Regions from separate parts of the Gossypium hirsutum genome. Here region 2 is linked to region 1. The links are chromatin contacts, called in public Hi-C maps. All regions are on one chromosome and are shown on one strand. The core of a region is the stretch at or near the end of the contact, and the rest is flanking DNA. Distances in the headings are between cores, read along the strand shown. Region 1 holds the start of LOC107948421 (probable small nuclear ribonucleoprotein G). Region 2 holds the start of LOC107924501 (transcription repressor OFP6).

What was found. A called contact is a pair of places that touch in the nucleus more often than the background predicts.
Region 2: a Hi-C map of leaf shows a contact between it and region 1, with 2.8 times the contacts expected there. The contact joins the promoter of LOC107924501 here to the promoter of LOC107948421 in region 1. A contact is called at or near these places in 5 of 34 Hi-C or Micro-C datasets (callus, hypocotyl and leaf).

The regions. Positions count from the first base shown.
Region 1 is chrA04:51,816,038-51,822,558 of Gossypium_hirsutum_v2.1, forward strand. LOC107948421 (probable small nuclear ribonucleoprotein G) reads right to left here and starts at 2,701. Exons shown (of 4, transcript XM_016882960.2): 1 at 2,484-2,701; 2 at 2,364-2,386; 3 at 1,533-1,618; 4 at 1,064-1,416. The coding sequence starts at 2,518. The coding sequence ends at 1,354.
Region 2 is chrA04:52,258,539-52,265,059 of Gossypium_hirsutum_v2.1, forward strand. LOC107924501 (transcription repressor OFP6) reads right to left here and starts at 3,362. Exons shown (of 1, transcript XM_016854987.2): 1 at 2,077-3,362. The coding sequence starts at 3,081. The coding sequence ends at 2,470.

The DNA.
Region 1 (6,521 bases), core at 1,451-3,950:
ATTTTATAAATTTATAAATTAATTATTTTTTTATATTTTTATTTTTTAAAATTTATAAATTTCTATTAATTTCTATTATATATTATATATATTTAAAAATATTATAGGCTTTTTATATATTTTTATATTTGTCTAAATTTATAGTTTATATATATTTAAAATAATAATTACCTAAAAACTTATATTTTATAATAAAAAGAAAAAAAATATAAACTTACTAAAATATACATCTAGAATGAATTTGAACAATCATTTGTCCTAAGTTCATTCTTGATGTAAAAAGAGTTACTTTTTTTTATGAATTTATATAATTTTAAATATTTTTAATGTTTAAATTTATGCTTAGCATGTGACATATTGAGAGGTTACCACATGCCACACCCAAATTGGCTATCAAAACCACATCAATACAAACTAACAATGATAGTGCAAAAGTACTTAACTTAGTGATAGAATTCAAATTCAATTAGCAACTAAGACAAAAGAAAATTTAGATTGAACAAGTTTAAGGGACAAAGTACATATTCTCTTTCATTAATTGAAATAAACTGAATTTTGAATAAACGGGCAAATTATTTTTTTTTGGAATTTTTTAAAAAGAGGAAAAAAATTAGGGATGTAGTAGAAGAAAAACCACTTCACTGGTATTTGGTGTTGGGCGTTTTGGCTTGCTTGATGTGGACAATCAGGTTTTCGGTTTGCTTCGTCGGTTGTTATGCTTTTGGGGTTTGGTATCGGTAGCTTAGAATTTTTGGAATTGAGACTTGAAATACAAGCAATGATTGGGCATCAAAGAAATATCCTTTTCGTTGAGAAATCATACAGTGATGATGAATACTCATTTGTCATTCAGTACTATGATCCTCCACTCACTTTTGATATCTCCAAACCAGTTCCATCTAGGGTAAGGATCCATAGTAAAAGGCTGATTTAGTTCTTTTAAGAGCTGGGGTAGTTGAGGCTCAGAATCATGGTTCGATTGCTCAAAGATAGGACGGAGCTATCAAACTACGGCAATGGATGCATTGAAACACATCAAGGAATAGAAACAAGCTTTAACATATGCACCATAAGTTTCACTCTAGACCTGAGCATTTAAGATGGTAAGTATCACTGTTACTACCCTTCTCTACATTCAATTAAACCTATTCGGAATGCTCAAGGGCAATCAATCCGGTACAGATAAGGAAAAGGAGCAGAATCCACCAAAAACAGTCTAAAGTTCCTATGAGTTCTTAACTAAATTTAATAGTCCATCACAAACTAGGAGGCCAGCATCTATGTTATCCAACCACCAGAGAATGGAAGAGATACCATCAAGTGATTCCGGAATTTCCAGTAGAAAAAACCGAATCACTGCATTCTGCCTACAGGTTCAAGTGCTTCAACAGTAACAACGCTATTTCCTCTGATAACCTGCGATTCATTGATATCAATTAAAACAAGGCTAAATATGAAAGCATATCCCCTGAATGGCAATTTAAGCATTAAGCAAGGTATTTAAGGCGGGGAAAAGACTCATTGCCATTCACCTCCACGGTGTTGTCAACCACTAGATTCATAAACTGATCAAACCCACGAAGTGTACCAACAACCATCCGATTAGCATTCAGCTTGACTGCAGCATCAAATAACAGTATAATTCACACAATTAAATCAATTCCTTCTCATGCATGTTACAAACCTACAACGTAGGTAAATCAACAATCTGCAAGCTCATAGGCAACAAAAAGTAATTTTTTTTTATGTTCTGCATATGTAGTATTACAAGGCTTTCCCCTTTTATACTTCTTATCTTACATACGTCCGCCTAGTGGGCAACTTACGAGATCAACACAAGAATCAGCAGTAAATTCCTAACAAACAAAGACATGGATTCTTCAACCTACTGTTGAAACATGAATTTTTCAAACTTCAATTATGACCAACATGATAGATTCTTGGACATGCAAACACTAATAAACAAGAAAAAATAAAATTCCATGGGGCCGGTCACTTCCGACTCAAGCCTTACATATAAGCCAACCAGTGAGGGGGAAAAATGCAAAGACAGCACCCAACAAAAAACACCCAGATTTAAATCACAATTAAGTGACAGAAAATGGACAGAGGACACCGGCTTACTATTACAATTGAACTATTACACCTACAATTAGAACCCTTTCAGCTTTATATGCCAAAACACTGGATTCGACCGGACTCAGCTTAAAGAGGCATCTATCAACATGTACGAGAAACCTAGTTAACCAAATTCGGGTATAATTTAGCGACCACAAAAGGCAAGCATCATCAAATGAATGTAAAACTAAGTAGCATAAAACTGAAATAGGTAATCGCAAAGAAGGAAACAGGATAGAACTTACTCTGGAGTTGTTTGTCCATGTACCTGTTGCGTACAAATAACACCAATAGTATAATTAGAAATCGAAATACTGCGGATGAAGAAAAGAGAAGTGTTGAAATTAGCGTGAAGAAAAACATACTTTTTGAGATCTGGAGGTTGGCCGGATCTGCTCATTGCGTCAGAAATTTGGTTTGGAAGAGAGGAGAGTAGGGTTATGGGAGGAGGAAAATGAAATTGGATTTTTAGGTTCGAAAAATATATGACTAAAAGAAATGTTAAGAAAATAAAAAGAAATGGAAAGGGGGTACCGCGAGAATCGTACCACTAAACCAAGCACCCTTGCATTTAATGGAAAATACAACACATTGGAACAAGTTAAAAAAATATTAAATTCACTATAAGTGCAATCAATAGAATAAAGAAATGGCAGTTAACTTCATTAATACTTTATAGGAAATTGCAAGATACAATTGTAAAATCTCTCTCTCACAAGTTTCATGTATTTCAATTTTCATTAGTAGATAGTAAAATTGGTAAGAATGAGATATTAGCATATTACATATTTGGCCTTTTCACTTTTTTTTCTCTTTTAGCAAACCTTTTCACTTTCATAATTAGAAGAACTAATTCCTCAAATTGTATTTCATATAGAGCAATACCAAATTGGTTGGGATTTGTGTTGTTGTTGGGGGCGGTGGAAGCTTTGTCAACAAGTAAGGTGAGGTCAAGGTAACTTTCTCTATGGCTCCTCTGCTCATTTGTGGACTTTAGCTGATTCTTTATACATTTGTTCACGAGCTTGTGGTGTTGGGTTAACCCCACAAAATCACATTTGAGTTAACATTTCCTTCCCCCCTTTTTCAGCCCATATCTTTAATGTCTACTTCTAAATTGCTTTCTCAACAACGATATGTTGAACAATTCATTTCTTTGGGTAAATTATCATGAATGGAAAGAAAAAAAAGATGCTCTTTTAAGTTAATAGGACAATGATAACGATGACATGCAAAACTTTTAGCAAACAGTAAAACAAATGGAAACAATTGATCAATTACCAGCTTAAAAAACCATCACAACAAAGAAATTATTGAGTGGATGATAGTTGGGCCAATTTAGCTATTGGCTAATGGCTAAGATCGTTGTTCTGACTTATGATTAGATGTTAAGCCTAAGCATGGTTAAGCAAATTCCCTCGTGAGTAGTGATAGAGTGAGAAGCATAGGCCCATAATCAAATTTGACCCAGAAATCTTTTGGTTAAACAGGCCCAAATTATTGAAAGTAAAATTGTTAAAATTAGACATCTTTTATAATTTCTTGGGAATTATGACACATTGGTACAAGCTAAAAATTATTAATTCACTCGAATTGCATTTAATGGAATTAAGAAATGGCAGTCAACTCCATTAATACTTTATAGGAAACTGCTTGAAAGGCAACTACAAAACCCATTTCCTCACATGTTCCATGTATTTCAATTTTCATTAATAGGTATGAAATTGGTATGAATGGGATATTGGCATATTGCTTATTTCGCCTTTCACTTTCTTTTGTCTTTTAGCAAACCCTTTCACTTTCATACTTGAAAGAACTAATTCATCAAATTGTATTTCATATAGAGCAATGCCAAATTGCCAATCTCGTTAGGCGGCCATTTCTTTAGTGAGGACAAAACTGAAATCGAATTGGTTGGGACTTGTGTTGTTGTTGGGGCGGTGGAAACTTTATCAGCCAGTAAGGTGAGGTCAATGCAACTTTCTCTATGGGCCCTCTGACTATTCGTGAACTTTAGTTGGTTATTTATACCATTGTTCACATGCTTGTGGTGTTGGGTTAAACCCACAAAACCACGGTTGAATTAATGTTTCCTTCCCCCCCCCTTTTCCAGCCCATATATTTAATTTCTACCTCTAAATTGCTTTCTTAACAAGGATATGTTGAACAATTCATTTCTTTGAGAAAATTATCATGGATGGAAAGAAAAAAAAAATCTCTTCTAAGTTAATAGGACAGTGATAACGATAACATACATAACTTTCAGCAAACAGTGAAACAAATGAAAACAATTGATGAGTTACTGATTAAAAAAACCCATCACAACAAAGAAATTGTTGAGTGGACGATAGCTGGGCCAATTTAGCTATCGGTAATGGCTAAGATCCTTGTTCTGACTTATGATTAGATAGTTTAGGCATGGTTAAGCAAATTCCCTCGTGACTGATGGTAGAATGAAAAGTATAGGCTCATCATCAAATTTGATCCATGAATCTTTTGGTTAAAGAGGCCCAAATTATTGAAAGGAAATTGTTAAATTTTTTGGCTCCATTTGTTTAATTGAAAATGGTTTTCAGAAAATGATTTCTGGAAAATAATTTCTGGAAAATAACTTACTTTTTTGGAAAAGTTAATATTTTTTGGTGTTTGGATGAATCTGTGTAAAATAATTTCTGTTATTTGACAGATTTCTTGAAAATATTTCATAAAAGCCATTTTCAATGAAACAAATATATATTTGAGATTTTCTTATCTTTTCATTTATAATTGAGTTCATTTTATATCTATAAATTTATCTTTTACATTGCTTTTGCATGATTTATTTATAAATAAATAAATAAAATTAAATATATAATATTAGTCAATTTTAAGTTAGAATATTAACAGTCATAAATTGAAAATAACTAAAGCGAATAGATGATTCCTAATTGTATTATAAAAAAAAGTGATTGAATAATAAATTAATTGTTCACCACATAATAATATTAACCAAGTGCATTACTAGTACTACACCACATCAAAACATTGATATCTTAACCTTGGGAAAAGTTTTGAAGCTAAATTTTTCTATGCTTCATACTTTTAGCTAAATTTTGCTTTGCGTGCAAAAATCATATGAGGACAATTATACAAAGTATTAATGTGATTCATGAATAATTTTATTAACTTATCTACTTGAAAAATTACAAGTCTACTTAGATAAAAATACTACACTTAAGATACCATATCCAGCACTTCTGACATATTTTAACCTTTATACTACAAAATATTTTTTCCTAATATATTTATAATTGTAATAAATATTTATTATTAAAATATTAATATTAAATATTTTCAATAATATGTTAAGAATATTACTTAAAATTATTATTTTTAAAGTTTATTATTAAAATAAAATTAAAATATTAAATAATTTATTAAAATAAAAAAAAATTATATTAATTATATCAATAATTTATTATATGATTAAATATAAATAATTAAACATGTATGTTTAATGATATTGAAAACTATAATATGTTATATTAATATTTTAATAATTTCAAATCTTTTTAAAAATAAAAAAATTATTAATATTGTTATAAAATAAATAAACAGAGGGTAAAGAACAAAGAAAATGAGAGAAAAAAAGAGAGAGCATATTTTATTGATTAATCAGAAAATTTACAAAGCTTCTCCAAAATCTCTATTTATAGGCATAAAAAGTATAAATGAAGTAGATATCTAATCCTAATAACTATTAGAATTTAGAGTACATCAAAACTTATCTTGATGGACATCCACTTAATAATAAAATATTTATAATACTCCCATTTGGATGCCCATTGATAAATAATGTTTCTCGTTAAAATCTTACTAAGATAAAAACCCTGCGGGAAAACAAATTTCTAGTGAAGAAAAAAGAGTAAACATATCTATAATACGCATAATATGCTACCTCATTAAAAACATTATCAGGAAAATCTAATGGGACAAAATCTCGTTTAAGGGAAAAAGAGTACAGCGCGTATTTACTCCCCCTCATGAAAACATCACATAATATCTCATATTCTATGTATTCAATCTTGAATACTAGCTTTTCAAATGACCATTTGAACGTATTTGCTAAGCATTTATATCAACATTCTTTTGAAAGCCATGAGTGAGGGAAAAATTTAAGGGAAATATATTTTGATCTCTTCAGGAGTTTCAACAAAAATCATAATAAACTTTAATCATGACCCTTTTATAAAAATACAAATAGGTATTTTGAATCATTTTATAATCTTCTTTCAACTACTATTGACTAAGTCAAATTTACAACATATGTTCAATTATTTCAATTCATATAAATGAACAATTTCTCAATAATTTCTATATGCTTCTAGCATTCTATATCCTTCAAGGATTTTAATATAAATTTT
Region 2 (6,521 bases), core at 2,112-4,611, 440 kb after region 1:
GGGTAAAATGTAATATTTTTTGGTCGAAATTAAAGTGTTTAGCCGTGATTAATGAGCTCAAATTCAACCCCACCTCATAATTATAAAATATAATATTTAATATGGAAAATAATAGCTTACTCCTTTCACTAGGATAAAATTATTATGGATGTATAGTTTAATAATTATTTTGGGAAAATATGGTACATATCTTTCCCTTTAAATGTAATAGAATGTAGAACGTAGTGTTTGAGATAGCAAATAAAATAAGAATAGAGGGATGGTATTGGGTAGCTTGCAATCAGCGAAACAGAAAAGAGTGAAAGAGGCTGATGAAACTCACTCAGTGGCCCTAAACCAAAAATGATTCTGAGGTCAATTTTGATCGTATTTGCATTTTCACCATCACTTGAAATGCAGACCATATTGATCAGCTCAGAAGAGACAACATCAGTTGTTTATGATATAATTATGAGATACTGAGAAGAAAGAAGCAACCATCTTTGTCAATTGCCATTGCACACTGCTGTTCCCCACAACTATCTTGAGATTTAACTTTCATTTAATAAAAAATTATAAAATATTAAATTATTTGAATATTTTTATTTAAATCAATAGGTGGTTAAGTTTTTTTTCATTTAGAGTTTAACCTATGAGTTTCGAATAATGATTCGATGATTGATATGTTAGAACAATATCTATTAAAGAGTAGCACATATTTCAAATCCAAATTGATCTAATGGTCAGTACCAAAGATCAGAAAAAAAAGCTATTTGAATTTTAGTTCATAGATTTATAGCGTTTAAAATTATTTCATAAAAAGAAAAACTACACTATAAAAGAGTAAAGGAAGTTTACCCTTTCAATTGATGTCGGAGGTGAGAGAGGAAAAGGTCATACCACGAAGATTTTAACTATCAAATAACTTCAATTGATGTCGGAGGTGAGAGAGGAAAAAGTCATACCATGAAGATTTTAACTATCAAATAACTTAAATGAAAACTTTAAATAGTTTAGTGATCATTTTGTAACATTTTAAAGTTGAGTAATCAAAATGTAAACTTACTAATAGTTCAATGACCTTAAATGTAGTTTACCCTTAAATTTAATTTTTTTTTGAACCCTTAATAAAATTACTTACCTATTTTTAATCTACATTTTATTAAAACTACTAAATATGTTAGACTGAGATGATTTCACTCAATAAGAGATTTCGATTTAGTTGTAAATTTTATAAAAAAAAGTTTTATATATTAAGTAATAAATTATTTTGAATGTATTTATGTCTTTTTTATATTTAGATAAATTTTAAAAAATATATTTATATTATTATAAAATATTTGACTAAGTTAGTACCATCCAATAACAAGGTTTCATCTCAATTGTAAATTATCAAAAACTCTTTTTTTTATATATATATATAAAAATTAATTTTAATGTATTTTGATAATTCTATAAAATTACATGAAATTTAAACAAAAGAAAAAAAAGTTCAAACATGACGGATGATCATGATTGTGGGAATTGTATGAGAAGGGTTTTGGACTCTTGGTTAAGTTATGAAATGCTGCTTTTTATTATTATTTTATTTGGTAATAAACAAATAAAAGTGGAGCGTTAAATTCAATAACAACAGGGATTACTGTGTTGGAAAATGTAAAAAGCCTGCCATGAAAATTACTCCGATTAAAAGCCGCATTGAATTGAAGCAGCTGTGTTTCAGCATTTGCAAAAACGACACTCTTCTCTTATTATTACTGCTCTTCAAATCCCAATGCCAGCATACAAATTATATTAATTAAATATACCATAATACATGAATGCTACTCTCATGCAATCCATATACCATCAGGTCACCACCGAATCCTTGTAGCTTGACTTGCTTATTATCCATTAACCTGCCCTTTCTCAAATATAGTTTACTACCAATAAAAACATGCCATGTATCTTTTTCCAAAAGAGGATAAATGCCCCCAAAATCTCTTCTACTTTTGGGCCTAATAAGTTTCATAATTGATGCTAAAATGGTATCTAAGCTCACTCTTCATGTACCATCAAGATTACTTCACCATCATTTACATATTTTTCAACTTGTCAGAAGTAAATAATAGAACAGTCTTCCATTTCCAAAGCTCAAATATTAACTTCTAAATGTATATGACCCACAATACTATATTTTAGTGGGTCTTTTACGCATTCTACTTCTCTACCTTTAATGTTGGGAGACGAGATATTAATGAAGTAAGTTAAAAAGTGCCATAAACACACTTGTTAAAATGATTTTATTTAAAGAAATATTTCCAAGCCTTCACATTCACAACTTACTATTGCATTAAACTCGAAAATATTTCTTTAAATACTACCTTAACAAGCGTTTATAAGCAATAGTCAGACATTTAACTAATTTATTATTAACCTATTGCACTGTACTTGAAGCCAAGGAAAAAAAAAAGGAGAAAGAGACCATAGATAACGTAGCAACAGCGACACCTAGAAGTCACATGGCCTGAACCCAAAATGCAGCTCTGGGGAAGCAACGGCGCCGCCACCACCAGGCTTGACGTTGAAAACCCCGTTCCAGATCTCCGTGAAAGCTCTAATAATAATCCCATGGTAATAAGGCGAATTCAGCTCCAAGAAACAGTTGAGAAGCTCTCTCAAATCATCTTTCGAATATATCTCTTTCTCCAGTATCATTTGCAACATGGAGTGCCTGAAGTCCAAATAAGGGTCGTCGGAGTCCTTCTCCACTGCTAGACTCTCCCCTCCGACACGACCAAAACCTCGTACAGTTGACATTGAACCCTTACTGTCGTGGTCTGTGTCATCGGTGTCCATGTCCCAGCAACGAGGAGTGTCAGTGCTGGGAGAAAAAGAGGTGGCGGTTTCCGAGAAATAGTAATGGGTGGCTGCTTTCTTGGAAGAGCTCGAAGAAGAAGAGTTGTAAAGAGATTGGGAATTAGATTTGGGTTTGGATTTGGGTTTGGATTTGGATTTGGGTTTGGGGCTGAAAAAACTAGCGAGCTTGGATCTCTTGCAGCTGCTGCAGCCTATGCTGACTGAAACGGTGTTAAGGATCAGCTTTTTTTTGTCGCTTAACATTGCAGCAGAGATGAAGGAAAAATGAGAAGCTTTTTTACTGTTTAGAGTTGAGGTTTAAGGTTGATGAGATAAAATAGAAAGAGAGACGGAAGGGCAGAAGAGATTAGTCTAAAAAGGGTGGTTTTGGAGTTGGGATGAGGCGTCGGCCTGACTCACACTGAAGCATTGGACTCTACAACTACGGAGATTTTTGCCTATAATCCTGCATGTGAGCAAGGAGGGTCCATAGCTGATACCCTCACTGCTCTGTGACTTTCACTTCTCCGACAATTTAATCACTGCCGTCCAATTTTACTATGTCTTTTCAATGCCTTCGATTTTGTTGCATTTTTAATTACACAAACTGACATGACAGCAAGAATGATCTATAGGGATCAGACTTTTCTGTATATAACTATTTCATATTATTTCTTTAATTAGATTTTTTAAGCTGATGGTACCTTAAAAGGTGGTTTCTTTTTTTAATATACTGTCATGAATAATTCTTCAACTTTATCCCAAATTTTAATCTGGTTCCATGTATTTTAAAATGGGACAAAATTCTTCTGCCTCGGTGCTCCCTGATTGTGCTTCACCAATGATTGTATAAACCTCATATTGAACACCATTTATGTTAAGTATTTTTTCAGCCTTATTTTTTTCTATTTTACGTAGGTGATATAACACCCTAAACTTAGCTTAAATATTATCGTTGAATCTAGCGATATCACGTTGAAGTGTTTTTCTAAAGTATAATATCATTGAAAAACTCGTTCTATATTTAACCTCTTTGTGATCTTAGCAAAAATTTAAGGATATCTCGTTTATTTTCAAAACTTAAGTCGTTTGACAAAAAGTTATCCATATTAAATTTATTATTAATTTTAAAATATTATTTCTTGTGAAAGCTTAAAAAAACATGTTGCGTAAACGTGATAATTTGGAAAATATTTATCTTTTTCAAAACTCGCATCCTACTACTAGCAGATATAAATCAAAATAAATAAAACCCCAAACTTAAAGATTAAAAATTATAGAGGCCTTATTACATTAAAAACACCCAAAATAAAACCATTTGTAATTTAAAACCCAATAAGAAAGTCCGCACAGTTGTGTGGCCACCTTCGACTCCCTCGCAGTATCGACCCGCCTGGGGATTACCAGTACAAATAAACAGATGGGTGAGTTATGAAAACTCAATGTGTAATCCCATATCAGATAATTAATCAGAGAGTATATACAGTCTGGGCCTAAGCCCACTTCAGTCATGGTTCAATTTCAGTCAGGGCCTTAGCCCATTATAGTATCAATATCAGTGTGAGCTTGAGCCCATCTCAGTAACGGTACAGTACAGATATGCAATCAATAAATCCTTGCCAATCAGCCTCTACACTCCATCTCCGTCCAACCCTACACTCCACGTGTGGATAAAATCAACCCACCCATCCCTACACTCCAAGTAGTACCGGTTACGACACTAATCAGTATTTGCAGCAGAGCTGCCAGTACAGTACACTTCCTCCAATCACAATAAATCCCATCCCTATGCAACATATCATGCATCATGTCATAATATCATACATGTGATCAGTATATATAAAATGACATGCTCAAACATAATCATACATCTCATAGGGGCATATCAGTCATTTTACCATGTAGGGGTATTTCAGTTATTTTATCAATTAGAGAGTCTAGGTACACTTACCAACCCAACAATAGGTCCACATTCGTCTCGGGCGATCCGTGCAACCTTAACAGTCAAATAGTGAAAACGGGCCCACGGCTCATATTACGGCCCATGTGGGCCCACATGCCCGTGTGGCCCACATAGCCTAGAAATGGCCTTGGCCATGTGGATTACACAGCCTAGCTTAATATTCTCCACATGTTCGTGTGGTTTACCTGGGTGGGGCCTACGTGCCAGTGTGGCCCACACGGCTCAGTTCAGCACGAAATGGCCCAAGACGACCTCAGCCCATGAAATCGACCATGGCAGGCCTCATCGATCAAATACCCATGTTTAGTCACACGGGCCACTACACAAGCGAGCGCACGCCCGTGTAGCGTCATCGTTTGCTCATTCCTGCTTTTGCCGATTTCTATAGATTAGATAGTGTTTACACACCTTGTTTGCGAAAGTGTGCAAATAGTCCACGAGCATTCCAACCTATATTCAATCACAAGCTTCGGTTAATCGCTTACTAATCGAATTAACAAAAACCCCAGCCAAAAAACTTATCCAAAAAATTATCTATCACTTGTTTAGATCGATCGATTAAGGCTTGCACACTTAATCCATTGTAAGAGACTAATCACTAGGCCTTAGGGGTTACCTACATTCCAACCAAACCTTATCAACCATTAATCAAATGAACAGCTTGAAATAGATGAATCATTACTTACCAAAAACACAGAGTCCATATTAGAAGAAAGAAACAATCGGCCTACACCGACACAAGAGCTGAAAGTACACAATATGATAGAGGCAAAATGGAACAATTGCACCCCTATCAGAAAACAACAGCACAGGAAGATGTTAGGTGCAATACTAATATGGCAAAGAGGGAGAAAGAAAAAGAATCACACCCATACTGAAAGTCAGACTTACCAAAATGCAAAACCAATGAAAGAAAAAGAATCACACCCATACTGAAAGTTAGACTTACCAAAATGCAAAACCAATGAAAAGGAATGACTACAGAAACGACAGATAGCAATGAAGGGAAAGTCGGCACAGTGAGGGTAAGAGAAGCAATAGTATTCGTCCAAGTACAGCCGTTTGAGAGAGCCAGAGAAGGAGAAGCAATCAGTCAAGAAGAAACCGATTGAGAGAGAGGGAAAAAGAAGAAGAGAATCGGTCAGCCAAGAATAGATTGAGGGTAGGGAGAAGCTAAAATAATCTTCCAAAGAAAGACCACAAAAAGAACCAAAAAATCGAGAAGAACTTTCCAAACCCGAAAGTGTTGAAAGGAAAAGAGAGGGAGAACAAAGTTGTATAAAGCAGAAAAAGAGATACCCGAAAGAACCTTAGACACTATTCAGCTTCCAAGTAGAGAGAAAAGAACCAAAATGTTACCAGTCACCGAAATTAAGAACAATTGAAGAACCCAAAGCCAAATTCTGAGTGGGCAGATTACCATTTCAGCATCAACTCTCCCCCAACTCAAATCCCTATAATTTCTTCTAAAATCCCTCATCAAATCACTCAAACTGATCCCTCAACTACTCAATTCAAATTCCCCTCAACCACTTTAGTATTTCGGTTAAACCACAACACTCTTATGGCACGGCAGCAAAATAGAACACTTCACTACACCCACTAGGATTCGAACCTTAGACCTTAAGTAACTACCACACACCACTTATCCTCTAGACCAGCAGACCCATTCTAACATGTTTTACCCATTTTTATTTAAAAGCCTACTAACTAAGGACAAAGGTTTATCCATTAAAACAAA